3 separate regions of the Mus musculus genome follow, and all the other regions are linked to region 1. A link is a contact called in public Hi-C data. All regions are on one chromosome and are shown on one strand. The core of a region is the stretch at or near the end of the contact, and the rest is flanking DNA. Distances in the headings are between cores, read along the strand shown.

Region 1 (3,450 bases), core at 576-3,075:
AGAGAAATTTTCCTGAGTAGAAGGGAGGCAGCTGTGTTCTAGTTTGAGTGAGCAGTATAGTCAGGAATCCCTGACTATAGGCAAACTCAATGTAATGCCAAGAGATACATTTAACTTCCTCAAACTTATGATTGTTTGTTTGGGGGGGGGGAAGAACCAAGATATATGTGATATACAACTATTTCTTGTCCAGGTATTCCTTATCATCTATACTTCTGTCTCCTCTCTCCAATATCTACTAAGGACCCTCCCCATTTAAAAAAAAAGCCACGTGGTATACATTTCACGATGGCTGATTATTCTGTCTGATATTCTTAGTGGCATTGACTAATATATCCCAGAGGAACACCAGGGAAGATTCAAGTGGCCTCTAGCATACTTACCCCAGAGAAAGCAGAGGAGCTCTGTTTCCACCACAGTGTGGCAGTGAGGACAGCCAGGCCAAGCTCCAACACACTGCTGATTAGCATCAGTGAAAAGACTCCCTAAATTCAGGAGAAGAGAGGATGGTGTGACTGAGTCAGCTGATGCCCTCATTCCTGGGTGGAAGGTGATTGTAAAGATGAAACCATCTTCACCATCAGAGACACCATCAAGAAGGGAAAGGATCCTCCCAGACCTACAGATGGGCTAAAATTGATGCCTGGTCCCTTTATTCCTTGGAGCAAGTAGGGGAAGAGAACAAGCTAAATCAACAAAGCCATTTTCTGCCATTTCTCACCCTTCTTGGACATGGATCCTGACTATACTGTTCACTCAATGAGGAAGTAGAGAGGAGTAGTGACCCCAGGTCAGAGTCAACAGTTCCTGCTCTTGGCTCTCTTGATTAGTGTGGGGCTGGGTAAGTCTTTAATTTTCTAGTTTCTGTATGCTCTCTTATCACACCTGTGTAGTATTTCCTCTGCAGAGACTTGTGAGGGTTAGTGAGGTTCTGATCATGCAAGCAAACTCTTTTTAAGTTGGCATTGATAGAACCTTCTTCCTTAGGATTGATTTGTGTGTGTGTGTGTGTGTGTATGTGTGTGTGTGTGTGTGTGTGTGTGTGTGTGATGGTGAAAGGCAGAAAAGCAATCCAGTTTCTAAGTCTGTGACATCAAAAATCAACTCAAAGAAGGATCTATGTAAAGAACACATATCCCGTGACTCTGTCCCAAGGTCTTCATGAAGATCGCTTGATAGGAAGGAAGATGAGTGTCACACTGTAAACTCTTCATTTATCTGCGCACACGGCACGGGTAGAAAAGAGACGGCGCATGCCTCCAGTACCTAGACACTGTCCCAGGAAATACACTCAAGCCAGTCTCTGACTTACAGTGTGAAACTATCCCATGATGCCATCATTCTTTGTGGTCCACCCAGATTCCTCCCCAATTCTTCAGGCTTCTAAAATCAGGCATAGTTATTCCAGATGTTAATTTTCTCGCATTGTTATGTGTCTAATGCAAACATTTTTTATTGTTGTGGTTTTCATAACTAAGGAAGACTCCCTGGGCCCAGCTCCATAAGGATCTGAGAAAGCCTGGGGTTGAGAACTGATTGACTGTGATTTGTCTAGCTGTCTCTTGCTCATCTGACTTTTATAGTTACAGGACTATGGATGTGTTTCTGATGAGATGGAGGCCCTCACATCCTGCCAGTTACTCTTCTCCATTTCTCTGGATTTCTTTTTCTCCTCATTTAACAATCCCATCTCTTTGTGTTGTAATGAAAGCAGCCTTGAGCTCACTTCCACACGGGCTTGGTGCTCCTTGCTACTGTGATTACTGGAGGGAGTAGATGCCCTGACTTCCCCCCTACCCCCGCATTTCCCACGCTGTTTCTCAACTTGTGGCTGAGGTTTGCTCAGTTCACTTCATGCCTGTACCACACACATGCACCATGGTTCATGCATTTCCTGATTATCTGTTTTCTTTTGTTTCGTTTTTCTGGTATGCTTGCCTCTCTTCACTCACTACCCCATAAAGTAAGACTCTTGGTTTGACAACCTCATCCTTTATGCCTCTAAAACTGCATCCTTTATTCCTCTAATGCCTTCTTAATCCTTAGAAAATAGGGGTGGTCTTTATAGTTTTATCATCTACTTAATTTGGTAATTTCCCTCAATATTTTGCTATTACTACACGACCACTCGGTGTAGAATTTTAACAATATGTTCATTCTTGCCTCTGTCTTCCATGACTCTGGCTTTATCCTAAATGTACAAGCAAGAGTTAAAATAAAAATAAAAATGTCTATGAAAATACCACAATGAAACCAATTACTTTATATATTAGTTTTAAAAACTAATAAATTAAAAACAAAAACAACAACAACAAAAAGAATGAACAGAGTTTTGAATCAGGGAACAGAAGAAATATGCTGTCAAAAAACATCTTTAAAACCTGGAACATTTCCTTTTGAAATACTTACAGTCAGAGCAGCTTTGGCCACGAAGCAGCTGTTTAATGGCTCAGGGCTAAAGAAATGATAAGCATCTTGGGTTGTGTCTAGTTGTGTGAAAGCCAGCTTACATTGCTGCAAGGCAGGCTCTAAAGCAGCCAAACTGACAGAGAGAATAGCGATGCCTGTAAGAGCAGAGAGGACACTCAGGATGCTCAGGGCTAGGCTGCTGTGAACCTGGAATGACAACACACATCACATATGCCTCTTATTCACTACACTATAATAGGCCCAGCTGCTTGTCTCTTTCAGGATCTAAACCTACAATAGTTTATTTCTCAATGCCCTCTAGTGTCTGCAAACATATAAACCCAGAAGGTAAATTATGATTGGGAAAGTATGATCCCATGCCAGACAGTACTTCAGAGGCAGGGAAGAAAATAGTGTCTTTCTATCAGCTTCATCTATGACTACAAGTAGCATCCTGTTAGATAAACCTGAAAATTCTCCGATAGCGTGTAGCCAAAGGTGGGAATACAGAACCCAAATTTTCCCTATCTACCAATACCTTTAGTGATACAATTTGGATCTTGCATGCCTCCCCTGACCCCAAAAAATTGTGTGATGAAGACCTAATTTCCAGGTGGATGCTAGTGTAAAGTGGTAGAAACATTTGCCAGTGTAGCCTGATTGAAGATTTGTCATACCTTGTTTCCAAACATGCTCTGCCTCTCTAGTAGTTCCAAAGGAACAGATTCACACAGTCATGTATGAAGACTTCTTAAAATGTAAGCCCAAATAAACCTTTCTTCTTCATAAGTTGATTCATCCCATGTGTTTGTTGCAGAAAGTAAATCTGACTCATATACTTAGAGACCTCCATGGAACCCTCAGAAACACACAAGAGTGGTGGGTAGAGTAGTTAATACTCCCACCACCTGGCATACAACCTCTCTCTCAAAAGCACATACACCTGAAGATAAATGTGAGGACCTGGTTTGTAACATCAACCAGGCCCTGGGGTGTGTATAAGCATATGACTGGCTATGCTAAGGGTAAGGTACAGAAGAC
Region 2 (3,450 bases), core at 447-2,946, 460 kb before region 1:
ACTGGACTGGGCTGGACTGAGGCCCCTGGCACATATGTAGCAAATGTGTAGCTCAGTTCTCCAACAACTGGACCCAGGGCTGTCCCTAAAGCTGTTGTTTGTCCATGAACAACTGGACTGCCTTGTCTGGCCTCAGTGGGAGAGGATTTGACTAACCTTTTAGAGACTTGATGGGAGAGAGTTGGGGGTAGGGTGTGGGGTGGGGGATGGAGGTAGGGTGGGAAATGGGGGGATGATATGGGGTGGGGGACACCCTTTCAGAGGTGAAGTGGGGGGTTGGGATATGCACCTTGTGAGGGGGCATGAGGGCATCAATCAGGATGTAAAATGAATAAATAAATTAATGGAGAAATAAATAAAACAGCAAAAATAAGAAAATTAGTATTGAAATTATACTGACAACCTAGCCACCAGCCACTATCAGATAGAACTTGAGATCCTCAGTAAGATAAGGAAACTTAAATTATTATAAATTCATGCTAAATTAATAAATAACAATTTAAAAAAGTTAAAAAAAAAAGGTATTTCAAGACAAATGACAGGGGAAATTAATCATTTCCAAGTACCAGAAAACATACTTCTAAGAGGGAAGGTTACATAGAAACAAGAGCTTATAAAATTGTAAAGTAATACTCTAGTCATTTTTCATCAGTCTCTGGTCCACTGAGATGTCATATTTTCCATGTGTTGTGTCACATTCACCCTCCACACTGCAGAATTTAAACACATCCTGTGTGACACATCCTTGGAGCGCAATGGCAGATGACATCTAAGCTTCTGTGGACTCCTGGTGTTTGTAGCAACCCAGGAGGACTGGCTTTTGTTTCAGGGTATCTGAGGTGACAGGTGTTATCATATAGGCTCACACCATTTATTGGTTTAATATCAACAAAGAAAGGAATTAGAGGGAAGGTGGGTTAGATAGCAACACTGTGCTGTTTGCTATTGTCTCTAAGAACAATCTGGGACTCAGCAACTTTCATCAAGTTTGGATGGTATGTGTCGAATGATAATGTTTAAAGTCCAGGCTATGTGAACATATGTATTTGAGTCGGGAGTGGGGAACAGAGAGACAGTCACACAGAGACAGATAGAGACATAGAGAGGGGAGAGGTAGGGAGCAGAGAGACAGAGATAAGAGAGTTATTACTTAATAAGGGACTCTGGTAATGTAGCCTTTTAGGTTCAAAAGGAAACTCTAGGGTAGTTCAAAGTATTAGGTATAAGGATAAACAACATTTTCTCCCCAGAACTCAATCTGATGGATCACATAACGTGGAGTCTTCCCACTGGTGTTTACTTACTTAGATTCTCCCCGGTAAAGCCGGACAAGCCGCCTAGATGTCTGAATCTTGTCCAAATGCATAGATGACCTTGGATGTCTCAATTCAACTTCGGTTACCAGAAAAACATTCTTAGTGATGGTGATGGGAGAACTCAGGATGAGAGAGTCCCAGCGGCCAGGGACTAGCAACCCTTGCCCTCAGTGTGACCTGGAGTGAGTCTTAATGGCAACCGGGCCAAAGCTCTCACACTCACATCATGCCCTGAGCCCAGGGCCAGAGTGATGTGGTCTGGTGGGCAACCTGGCATCCAGTGGAGCCCAGTGGGCGCTGCCTCCTGTGTGGTACCCCTTCATTCCCTACTCGCGAGGATCTAAAGCTGCGGTTGTGGTCAAGAACGTGGTTACCAAGGGTACTGAGTGAGAGACCACGTGGGCACTGGGGATAGTGGCGCGCTGTAGCCCTGCTGATCCCACAATTCTCTGAGGATAATAAAACTGCTAGATGCACAGCATGAACTTCTTCTTCTTCTTCTTTTTCTTTCTTTTTTCTTTCTTTCTCCCTCCCTCCCTCCCTCCCTCCCTCCCTCCCTCCCTCTCTCTCTCTCTCTCTCTTTCTCTCTCTCTTTCTCTCTTTCTTTCTCTTTCTTTCTCTCTTTCTCTCTCTCTTTCTTTCTCTCTCTTTCTCTCTCTCTCTCTCTCTCTCTCTCTCTCTTTCTCTCTCTCTCTCTTTCTTTCTTTCTTTCTTTCTTTCTTTCTTTCTTTCTTTCTTTCTTTCTTTCTTTCTTTCTTTCTTTCTTTCCTTTCTTTCGAGACAGGGTTTCTCTGTATAGCCCTGGCTATCCTGGAACTCACTTTGTAGACCAGGCTGGCTTCGAACTCAGAAATCCGCCTGTCTCTGCCTCCCAAGTGCTGGGATTAAAGGCGTGCGCCACCACCGTCTGGCCAGTATGAGCTTCTTTGTCCTTGTTCACAACCAAGATGGGGTTGGAGAGCAGTTGTGGTAGCCTCTACTACTGAGTAGTGGTGGCCCAGCGCTGGTCTGAGACCCACCTCTTTGAAGGAGCACACCTTATTTCTACAGTGGAGAAAACGGATTCTCCCTTTCCCATAGGTATTAATTACAAATAGCTCCTTAGTTAGGGATAGGACTTTGTGCCCACTCCTCTCCTTTTGTGCTGGGATTTTGTCTGACATGAATTTGTGCATGCTTTAGTTGATTGACAGAAAATGGCCTCCGAGTTTTCTGGCGTGTGTGTTGTTATGGCTTAGTGGTTTTTGCCTTTGAATGTTTTTTCTTTTGAGAGTGAGAAAGAACATAAAGCTGGGTGGGTAGGAAGGTGAGGAAGATCTGGTAGGACTTGGGGGCTGTGGATATGATGTGATCAAACTATTGTATGAAAATTAAAAAAAATAAGAATGAAAAAGCAGCACAGGAACAGAAGAAATGCAAATAATGAATAACTGTTAGACGGAGATTAGTCTTTTCCAGGGGTGAGCCTCCTGATTGGTTATCCAATACCAACTGGTTAGCCCCAGGACATGATTCATATTCCTAACAGATGATGAATTATGGATAGTAGTTGGGAATAAGGCTTTTGGCATTTTGGCAGTTGAACATTTGATGAATTTTTGAATAATACTATCTACTATTTGAGAAATTCAAACATGTATACAATGTATCTTGATTGTATCCATTCTTTGTCCTCTGTCCAACTCATTTGAGAGTCCCCAACTTATCTTCCTTCAAGCCTCATTTCTCCTCCTCCTATACAACTCATGGAGTCCAATCTGTCTATGCTCAGAAGTATTGGGCCACTCACTAGGACAAGAACAATCTACCAGTGTCTACAACCCCAAAGGAAAATGACTGTCCTTTCTCCAGCCACCATCAACTGCCAATATCTCCTTACCCAGAGGCAGGGCCCTGGAGTCTCCCAATCCATGCTGGGGTTTTAACTAGTTTCATTTTACACAGATAGGTAACTGGAGCTGCTCTGAGTTTGTGTTTAATAGCTCTGTTATGTCCAGAAGATAGTATTTTGAAGTTTTTACCCATATCCTTTGGCTCTTAACATTCTTTATGTCCTCTCTTTTGCTATGTTTGCTGAGCCTTGGATGGGGGAGGTTGATATCCATCTGGGCATGCACAGCTCCCGATTCTCCCA
Region 3 (3,450 bases), core at 286-2,785, 410 kb before region 1:
ATTTTAAGCCAATGCAAGTCAAGTAAATCTCTTGTGTTAACAAGGCTATTCACATTTACTGTAGTACGATACATCACATTTCTATGTAGTTATGTCTGGAGTACAAAAGATAAGACTGATATACATTTAGCTCTGAGGTGTTAAAGCAAAATCCACATAGAGGCTTAGTTAAGTGCTTCCTTGTAAGCAAGACAGAGAAGAAAGGAGAGAGAAAGAGAGAGAGAGAGAGGGGGGGGGTATGTGTAGAGGGTAGTGAGAGTGCACAATCTGTTGAGGAGGCAGAGACAGGTCAGTGCCTGTGCTCACTAGCCAGATAGCCTAGCCTATTTGGGGAGTTTGAGGCTAATGACCCTATCTCAAAAATCAAGGACAGTACCTGAGAAATGGCACCTGAAGTTATTCTCTGGCCTTCACATATATACATGTCACACACACACACACACACACACACACACACACACACACATACACACACACACGTGGCTCAGGACCACCTTGGAAGAGGAGACAAACAGCTCATTAAGAGGCAGAGATCACAGAGGACCAGCATTTTTGTGTCTTCTGGAAGGCTGGGGGATGCTGGACTCACAAACTCACAGCACCTGTGTTTTCCTGAACAAGATGCACACAAGATCAAACTGATTAATATTCTAGTGTGGAAGAGGTTGGGGAGAGGCAGCTCAGGAGTCTCCATCCCTAACTGAGGGTCTACTGACAGTTGACAGCTCCAGGGCAAGGAGAGTCAGTTTTCTTAAAGGACATAGCCCTAGGGAGGTCGATTACACTCCAGGGGATGGCCTCACACCTGAAAGCATAAGAGTAGCACAAAATAGTCTCCACTGGTTATTGAAATAAACAGAATGCAAAAAATGAATTTGGAATAGGGAGATGGGGGTGGATCCGAATGGAGTTGTGGGAAAGTGGGTGGTAAATATGATCAAACTATATTGTGCAAAACTTTCAAAGAATAAAGTATCATTACAAATGTTAAAAGAAAGATATTTCTATAGAATCAGTTACTTACTGCTTGTCCATAATTTCTATATGACACCGAACGGAAATGAGACAATTCCACTATTGTTAGGCTGGCTGCAACGATCGTAATAATTATGCAGAGTATGTTCAGGGACATAGTACAGAGAATCTGAAAAGGAGACATGGCATAAACGTACAACATTCAGAAGTACTTTGCATATGTTTTTTGTTTATCTGTTTGTTTTTGTTTTACTTTTAAAAATCTAGTTCAAATCTGTTTGTAGTTTGTGAAGCTTTCGACATGTGCTTATGCTTGCCATTTCATGAATCTATCATCAGAAGCTGCCAATTTTTGAATTCTATCAGTTCTCAAAACCTTTGTATGTTTGAATCCCCGGGTTTTATTAGCTGGGAGCATCTGTCAATATGACAGATATCAGAACTTTTTTTAAATTTAGATTTGAGATTTTATTTATTTATGCTTATGGATGATTTGCCTGGATGTTTGTCAGTGTATCAAATACATGCAGTGCTCATGAAGAACAGAAGGGGGCGTCCGAGCCACTTGAAGCTGAATCACAGATGGCTATGAGCCACCATGTCCGTGCTGGGGGAAGAACCTGAGTTCTCTGTAGGAGCAGTTATTGCTCCTAATTCCTGAGCCATCTATCCATTCCCAGAGTTCTTAATGCGTAAAAATTTAAGATCAATTGATTTCTAAGGTGTCTTTCAGGTCTAAAATTCTAATATTTTTATTTCTAAACAGTTCCCATTTACACCATGGACAGATTTTTTTTTTCTTGTAGAATTCCCTACTTTGATACAAAGTACAACCATATTCCCAAAGTGGGTTGACCAGAAAATGAACTATTAAAGCACGTGAATGTTCACATAGAAGAAAGGCTTTAGAGCCTATAAACAAATTTAATAACACTGGTCAGGCAATGGTTAAGAGTAGAAATTCAAACAAAATTATTATTATTTAAATTTAGATGTTTTTGCAGAAGGTCATTGTTATTGTTAACTAGTGTATCCAGTCTACATTAAGTAATCTGATCTCAGGTTTTTATTTCCCTCATTTATTTTTTTAGAGATGGTAAATTCCTTTCTTGTTTAGAGACTAATTTTTCTTTATTGTAAAGATTCACCTGTGTATCTTAGGAGTTGGAGTTACTGGAAGTTGTGAGCCAATGTGGGTGAGGGGAACTGAACTCATGTCTTTTGTAAGAGCCCCAAGTGCTCTTAGCTGCCGAGCCATCTCTCCAGTCCCAACCTTATCTTTTCATTCAAACCTCTTCTATTTTGTGAAAGTGCATACTAGAGACATCCCCCCACATTTCAACTCACCATATGTCTACTTTGATATTTTGCTGCTTTTACAGTGAAGGCCCCTGAAATGACAAACTAGACACAAAACACGTATTGGTAAATACTCATTGAATAGTATTCAGCAACTTAAGCATATTTTGAAACAGCTCTATTTTCCAGGCCAATGGTTTTCAGAATTGTAATAGTAACAAAGAGAGACGTTTTAGTAGAAGGGGTTAAGATGAGCTTCCATTATGAGGTAATGATTTTTTCAAAAGGTGTCAGGTATTGAAAGTAGCAGGAGGGTCACAACAGGCATAAGCAGGGGACAGAGGGCAGGATTGAGGCTGTAGGCTTCTTAAGCCCTCCCGAACCCACAGTCAAGTTTGGTTATGTGATTCCTCTTACATAACTCATTCAGGTGCTATTCCAACTTTTACCCCCAGTAAGAAGTCAGGGACTGCCATGACTGTGTACACATTCAGATGTGGAAAAGGTGGCCCATAAACCCACTTGGACATCATGACTGTACAAAGTAGTCTCTCCATTGAGAGGCTATAGTCTCCATTAAGGCCACAGGGTGCCCGAATTTTCACTTTATTTATCCATTCATGCATGCGTGCATGTCTGGTATATGTGTGTGGTTTATGCACACGGGTGTGCAGGCACATGCCTTTAATCACACATGGTGTAAGGCAGAGTGGTTTGTCTTTCTTGCTCCTCACTTGGTTGCCTTGAGACAGGGTTTCTCAGGAAACTGGAAGTTTGCTGTGGCAGCTGGGCTGGCAGACCACTGAGCGCTTGGAATTTGCCTGTCCTCGCCCCACACTGCTGCTGTTACTGGTATGTGCAGCCATGCCAAGCTTTTTATGTGGGTGCTGGGGACTTCAACTCAGGTCGTCATGATTGCATGCTGAGCAAGTACTCTTGTTCACCGAGTACTTCCCAGCCACCTTGCCTTTTATAAAAATTATTTTAAAAGACATTCCATTATTTCTTTTCAGGATTTCTATTTTTTAAGAAGTACAAAACACTGCTGTGTTGTCTAAAAGCAGGATACACATTTTCCCTGAAGTAGTCTTTTTTTTTTTTAAAAAGTTTTATTTATTTTTGTTTATGTGAATCTATGTGTTTGCCATCAGTTTCTGAAGTCATTAGTCAGTCCAG

Evidence for each region. Hi-C and Micro-C count contacts between places; a contact is called where the count stands out from the background.
Region 2: a Hi-C map of Th1 cells shows a contact between it and region 1, with 4 times the contacts expected there. A contact is called at or near these places in 3 of 39 promoter capture datasets (embryonic stem cells, liver and stem cell-derived epiblast-like cells), 1 of 484 Hi-C or Micro-C datasets (Th1 cells) and 1 of 9 other capture datasets (liver).
Region 3: a contact with region 1 is called in a Hi-C map of bone marrow-derived macrophages, with 18 read pairs. A contact is called at or near these places in 1 of 39 promoter capture datasets (cranial neural crest), 5 of 484 Hi-C or Micro-C datasets (bone marrow-derived macrophages, conventional type 1 dendritic cells, embryonic stem cells and 1 more) and 1 of 9 other capture datasets (embryonic stem cells).

The regions. Positions count from the first base shown.
Region 1 is chr19:11,587,581-11,591,030 of GRCm38.p6, forward strand. Ms4a6d (membrane-spanning 4-domains, subfamily A, member 6D) reads right to left here. Exons shown (of 7, transcript NM_026835.2): 5 at 2,410-2,616; 6 at 384-485. Among named protein-coding and RNA genes, the nearest start is that of Ms4a6d, 15 kb to the right of the region's middle.
Region 2 is chr19:11,129,182-11,132,631 of GRCm38.p6, forward strand. Ms4a20 (membrane-spanning 4-domains, subfamily A, member 20) reads right to left here and starts at 1,697. Exons shown (of 7, transcript NM_027058.1): 1 at 1,305-1,697.
Region 3 is chr19:11,182,781-11,186,230 of GRCm38.p6, forward strand. Ms4a13 (membrane-spanning 4-domains, subfamily A, member 13) reads right to left here. Exons shown (of 7, transcript NM_001347435.1): 4 at 2,323-2,379; 5 at 1,025-1,144. Among named protein-coding and RNA genes, the nearest start is that of Ms4a13, 12 kb to the right of the region's middle.